Linked DNA regions of Mus musculus: region 1 is linked to region 2. Evidence: chromatin contacts called from public HiChIP or PLAC-seq data. All regions are on one chromosome and are shown on one strand. Each heading gives the region's core, a stretch centred on a gene start, on an enhancer-like site or on the middle of the called end of the contact. The rest is flanking DNA. Distances are from core to core; before and after follow the strand shown.

Region 1 (3,190 bases), core at 403-2,902, 140 kb after region 2:
TAGTTGTCAAGCCTGCCCAAGCCTAATGTCTGCATGTTTGGTCTCATACCTTTGCTTGCTTAATCACACATGTAGACATTCTTGTCCCTGTGAGTTTCCCCAATGGACAGAACAACAGAAAAAGGTCAGAAAGCTAGAGGAATGTCATTACACACAAAAGCTCTGGCAGATACTGCCACCTACAGGGATTAAAAAAATACTGGGTTTAATATCGTTCCCATCTCAATTATTCATAAATCTAGAGAGTGGGACATTCCTTAGCTGATCTCAGTGAAACAGGATAGATAGACCTTGTATTAAATCATACTCTTTGAGAATGTACCATACACACACACACACACACACACACACACACACACACATGTATGTATAGGTATACTAAACTAGGCCAGTAAAATTTAACAGAGCAGTAAGGAAGATTTAAAGACATATTGCATTATCTCAGTGATAATTTTTGTTAGTAGAAAAAAATATATATACATATGTATATATGCACTCATTCTTACACTTCGTCACATACACACATACTAACACACACATGCACACATGCACATATATACACATTTTCAACCAAGATGGCTGTGGTTCACAGGTAGCAGCTAAAGATTTTGTTTCATTGCATGCTCATTTTAAGATTATGTTGCAGTTACAGTGGAAAGTCTCAGATATTGAATGTACAGACCCGTCTTTCTTAAATATAGTATAATGAGTATTTACTTGGTTATTTGAATGATATCAGATTAGAAAAGAAAAATGATGGAGTATTTGTATGCAATCAAATGTATGATTTTTAAAATATTATTGGAAAATAATTTCACCTCACATAAATGAGAAAAAGATAGTATGAATAATTCTCATTAAATTTACTTACTAAATGTCAGTGTGTCAGGTGTGTGTGTATACATGCACATGCATGTATGCATGCACATGTGCATAAGGAGCCTCAAGTTTGCATTTGGTATCTCACCCTATCAGTCTACACCTTATATGTTGAGGCAGAGTCTTGTAGTTGAACAAAGAACTCATTGAGTTTGCTGGTCTGGCTAGCCAGCTTGCCCTGAGTCCTTCTTTCTACTTCCTTGAGGGTAGCCATATACACTCACTCAAGTTTTAAAAGGTTTTGGAGACCCAGCCCCTGGTCCTCACATCTGCACAGCAAGTACCATATCTCTTTAGCCATTTCTCCAGCCCCCAAAATTGACCACATTTTTTCCCAAATTTTTATTAGGTATTTTCTTCATTTACATTTCAAATCCTACCCACCCACTCCCACTTCTTGGCCTTGGCGTTCCCCTGTACTGGGGCATATAAAGTTTGCAAGATCAAGGGGCTTCTCTTCCCAGTGATGGCGGACTAGGCCATCTTCTGCTACATATGCAGCTAGAGACACGATTTTTAAATGTCAATTGGTGACTTTTAGCTGCTCAGGCTGTCAGTTGTCTCTGCTGCATTATGAAGGTTCAAGCATGGTCGTTCCTACTTCTCTGTAACCTAGCTTACAGTAGAAAACTATGTAGTAGGCTATTTGTAATTATCTTTCATAAGATTAAATGCCAATTTGAAGAAAGAAACAAATATCTTCTATATCGTGGGTCAGTGGAGCATGAGAGGAAGCCTGGTAACAAACTAAAGACTGGAAGCCCCAGAGACCTCGAAGGGACAGTAGGCGCTTCACCTGCTCCTGGCACTAGGCCCCCGTCATGTAGCTGCAATCCCCATACAGAGATTTGTGGCCATCAGTAACATAAAGGCAATGCCCCAAGCCCCTCCACATGAAGAGAGGCATCCCTAACAGCTCAGACCAAGACAATAGGAAAAGAGATGTGACCACAGTCACAGAGTTCCAAAGCAGATTTCTTCATGCTCATGAGGAACCTAAAGGCTGATAGAGCATTGCCAGTAATTTCCCTGCCCAGACATTTCTCCTTGCAAACGTTTTTTAATCTCAGGCCCACCCTGAGAGGTGGGGTATGGTTTTGCTCATCCATTTTCCACCATGACAATAAACTGGTTAGAACAATGGTCTGTCTCTTTTCATTGAGATCCACTGTGTGGAGTCATTGACCTTCAGAACCACAGCCTGCTCTCCTGTAGAAAGCCTCTCTCTACTCCCAGTCACAACCTCCACCAACCCTGCATCCATCCCTCAAGCCAAGGACTATCCTTGCTGGGATAAGCTAGATCTCCCCTTTCTTCCTGCCCTGCCACGCCCTCCAGTGAAGTCTGCTTGACAGGCTGAGAAGCCTAGAAGCCACTCATGAGGCAAAGAGTTTCACAAAAACTCACCTCCTGGAGTTTTGGCGTTCTCATTAACCCATACACTCCTACCCTATTCTCGTGTTAGTCTGATGTATGGATCCACGTGCTCTCTTTTAGTATTATTTTATTATAAGTGCTTTTTAAGATTAAATTCTGATATAGTTAAGTCTCCCACCAGTGTTCCAAGGCCCCAGAGGCTGGACAAGCTTGGAATCCGGCAGGAATGCAGTAAGGAAGTTACCTATTCAGTAACTAATTAAGCATTACAAAAGACGGAGCCAGTAGCTCAGAGCTGGTCTGCAAAGTATTTACTAAGGACAGTAGCAAATCACACCCAAACAAGGGAATACCATAAAAGAGCCAGAGAATCCCTCTGAGATAGAAATCTTCAGTACAGGCTACATTGCATATTAGAAGCAAGTTGGTGAATTCTTCTGTCAAATGGAGATTCTCCAGATTCTTAAAAGTTACACTCATATAAGAATTTAGCAAGGCCTAGGAAATAGGGGGGGTTGTGATATTGCGTTATTCATGAGGTCTGCTAAGAGCAGAACCCCCTGGTGCTAGCCTTCACAAGGTTCAAAGGTATAGCACTAGAGTGTGAAATCCTTACCTGTCATTAAGCTGACCCTAGGTAAGACTGCTTTATCTTTACTGTAAACATTTACCTGGTTCCTGTAAGTCCCTTTGTAGTCATTCCTTTGTTTTGTGTCAGGTAACTTCAATGTACTGTGCCTGCTGTGACTTCCTATCCCTTGTATTTTCTGTGCTATATAAGACTGGTGTTCACTTTGTGACAACACATTCAGATTCTACATAATCTCGCATTATGGTGGGTCTGTCTGTCACCCACCAACTCCTTGCCCATCTGCACCCAGAGATCCATTCAACCCAGACAATGGGACCCAGAGGGTCTGCAGCACTGCCCTAG
Region 2 (3,528 bases), core at 457-2,956:
ACTAAAAATATACACAGAGTTGGAGTCCTGTTTGTGTTGAGAAACTACCACTAGACATGAGTCCTGCTCTGGAGGATGTGGTTGATCTAGCCTGTGATACAGCATTGCAAAACTGATTTCCCCTGGCTCTGCAGGTTTTAGTGTCAGTATCTCCTTGGTTAGGTGAAGAACTTGGTGTTCATTTTCTGTTCTTTGTTAGGATTTTGTGATTGAATCCCATGCTGTGCTGTCACAGTCTCTGTGGGTTCATATGTGAGGATACTTTAAGAAGACTCCTGTATTCGAAGTTGAATACAGACTGAGCTAACTAGGTAATCAAAACTATGGTAGTGGAGACACAAAAAGGAAGCAACCTGGGGTTGGCATGAAGCTCAGTTGCTTCAGTGACACGGGAGGAAGGATGCTGTGTCCCTCGCCGTAAGGGCCTTTTATGGAGTTCCAATCAACTCAGCTTAAATTGACTTTAGAGAGATTGACTTAATCTCTGTGCCAGTGAAAATCAGGTGGAGAGAAGAGGCGATGCATGTAGGGAGAATAGGCGAAACAGTGTGTTCTCAGACTTATGCTCTAAAAAAACCCTATGCTGAAGAGTAGGCTGTCACTCTTTCTGAAACAGCAAATGGGAGAGCTACAATGTCCATGACAATGAACCCGTGACGTCTAAAACTCTCGAAGCCCATTCAACCATCCACTACCTAAACTCCAGGCAGTTCTTTTTTATTTCAACACTGGAGAGAGAAGATAGATCTTAGTTTACAGAGTCTAAGATATGATGCTCTTAACAGACATCTGATCAGCATCTCATGAAATAAAAGTAACTAGAGACCCCTACCATGTAAATTCTTTGAGCCTCTCTGGGTGATGAATGGGATACTGAAGGGGAAACATTACTGTTGTTATTTATGCATGCTAATGTTTCAATTCCATATCCTCTGCCTTCTTTAGAATATGCAGTAACAGTGATAAAGTTGTCAGAAATGTTTTTGAAATGAAAAAGCAAAATTATCCAAAATCTACCCCCTCGTCTCCATGATAACAACACAATAACACTATCAAGGGAGGCAGACGTTAAACAGTAGAAGCTAGAACTGAATAAAAATCTAAGAAATTGGAAAGAGTCCCGTGTTTGGGAGAAGTGTGGCTTTGTAACTACCAAACATGATCATTTTGTTTTCCAATTAAAGTGTAATAGCCAAAGAGCAAATTATCACCCAGGGCATCTTCAGGAGAAGCTCAGTGACTTTGCGCTTATGTAAATGAAGTCAAGTTTTCTACAGAGTGTTTTCTTTGGGTAAAGATTAGAGAAGCACACAAATAGGACCTTTCAAAACCCATCCCGCACTACAATTCAGGTATGACTAATCAATTTACAAAAACCTTCAAATTCGGAAGTACATTTAAATTTAACTATAAAAATACATGATAAATAAGAAATGATTGGCATCATTTTGTGCCAATGATTGTGTGTGTGTGTGTGTATGTGTGTGTGTGGGGGGCAGGGGGAGGTGCAATATACTACTGCAACACCAGAGGTTTACACCTTGGGCCCCTGTGTTCCCATTCTGAGAAAGTCATGCTAGCGCTCGTTCTCAGGAACTCCTTTGGAGGGCGCTATTTAGGTTCTGTGGTTGAGATTCTGAATGCGGATGCTGTTATTCTAAGACAGGAAGCTGTGGGTTTCGACGTGATGGATGGCTGACTTTGTCTAGTGTGATAAACCTTTAACCTGTTATAAACCTGGCACTTTCCCTGCATTGGAAGCATGTCAAAGGGCTCCCACTGAGCTGAACTGTTAACCTTCTTCGTGAACACGGAGAGTATGTGAGAGTCTGGCAGGACAAATGATGACTCTTCACCAGTACAATACTCACAGCGCTACGCCCAGAACCCCCCCCCCCCCCCCGCAGCATGGATGCACTGGAATTTTCTCAGACGATTATGTATAGTGCTGACCAATGTTTCTCTCTCTGCTGATGTCTGCTATGTATTAAGGAGGACAGAACTTTCTGATGCCTATAAAATTACTTTTTAAATGACCAAAGCTTGCTTTGTTTGCTACAGAAAGATCAGGGACCTTTGACGGCATGAGGGACTACTGAATCCTTCAAAGCAAAGGCGTACAAAGATGATGTGAAAATTACTATTGTGCCCATTCCAAATCCTGGCTGTATGATAAAATGCTGTGGCTGCAGAAATTCTTTACTTGATGTATCATAAACTTCTATAATTATCGCATTTTTCTTGATTCTTTTAAAATGTATGTATGTATGTATGTATGTATGTATGTATGTATGTGTTATGTATTTACATCCCAAACTCTGCTCCTCCTCTCAGTCACCCCTCACAGAGTCCCTATGTGATATGAGGGCAAAAACAAACAGTAACAACAAAAAAGATAAAATCAACACTTTTTTGTACCCACAAGTAAACTTCTAAAATTCAGACTATTGGTTCAATAGGAAAAGTGTATAATGCATATATGTATATGTGTGTGTGTGTGTGTGTATATATGTATAATATATGTGTGTGTATGTATACATATGTATGTGTGATAGATACACATACACACACACACTCTCACAGACACACACACACAGACACACACACACACACACACACACACACACACAGACACACATACACAGACACACACACACACAGACACACAGACACACACATCTATAGCTCGATATTTGTAACCATTATGGAGGAGCAATCAACTCCTGAGCAATCCTCCTCTCATCTTTCTTTCTGTTTCTCCTTAGTGATAGAGTGAAGATGCCTGTTTCAGCAAGATTTTGCTTTCCTTGTATATAGACAGAACTTACTGTGCTAACAGAGATATAACTAGAGAAATGGGAACATCAACTGCCCTGACCTCAGCACCTTACATCCATCTCAGTGAAAAGAGTGACTCTGCATTTGGGAATACAGAGACCGATTTATTGAAGATATGTAGGAGGCAAATAAAGGTAAAGGAATAGGCTGGAGGTCAGGTAGCAAGCAAACTGAACTTCATAGTCCTTAATCACTCCCTTTGCTTTGCAAATCCTTCCAAAACATGACCTCATCTGTGCGCTCATCCTCCCCAGTGGGTAGAGCTCAATTACTCATCCCATCCCTTAGCACAATGGAGAGCTCACTTTTGCTCCACCCTGGTTGACTCTATTGACCCCCCCCCCCGTATGTTTTCTTATATTCAGTTTAGTATGGGCTCGAGAAGGAGGTTGAGAGCTGCTGAGGACAAGGGCATGCCTATCCAATGGCTCCGTGCTTGCCATTGAAGTCAAACTTCTTTGCAGTTGGGTATAGACTGATTATTATTAGGTAATTTCACAATATATGTTGTTATCAAATGTCAAGTGTGTCATTGTAAGCATACTTGTGTGTATTCATTACACACAAGTGAAGAAAGGACACTCCTCATTCTAACCTTAAAATCCAAGTAAGCTGTGACAACAAAATGATAATAATCATAACAACAACAATAATAATAATAACAATAATAATGTGAATATATATGTTATG

The links. HiChIP or PLAC-seq counts read pairs in DNA pulled down with a chosen protein or histone mark.
Region 1: a contact with region 2 is called in a RAD21 HiChIP or PLAC-seq map of pro-B cells, with 2.2 times the contacts expected there. The contact joins two enhancer-like sites. A contact is called at or near these places in 4 of 39 promoter capture datasets (the C10 cell line, hippocampal neurons, pre-B cells and 1 more), 1 of 15 datasets of contacts at CTCF or cohesin (pro-B cells) and 2 of 484 Hi-C or Micro-C datasets (large pre-B cells and olfactory sensory neurons).

The regions. Positions count from the first base shown.
Region 1 is chr17:90,269,174-90,272,363 of GRCm38.p6, forward strand. The region is part of intron 18 of Nrxn1 (neurexin I); the gene reads right to left. Among named protein-coding and RNA genes, the nearest start is that of Gm32337, 190 kb to the right of the region's middle. Within about 2 kb of position 1,653, at least 12 of the 459 cell types and tissues checked have an H3K27ac peak or open chromatin away from gene starts, as enhancers often do. A contact at or near this core is called in pro-B cells, where this site is marked.
Region 2 is chr17:90,129,290-90,132,817 of GRCm38.p6, forward strand. All of the region lies in intron 21 of Nrxn1 (neurexin I), which reads right to left. Among named protein-coding and RNA genes, the nearest start is that of Gm41653, 150 kb to the left of the region's middle. Within about 2 kb of position 1,707, at least 2 of the 459 cell types and tissues checked have an H3K27ac peak or open chromatin away from gene starts, as enhancers often do. A contact at or near this core is called in pro-B cells, where this site is marked.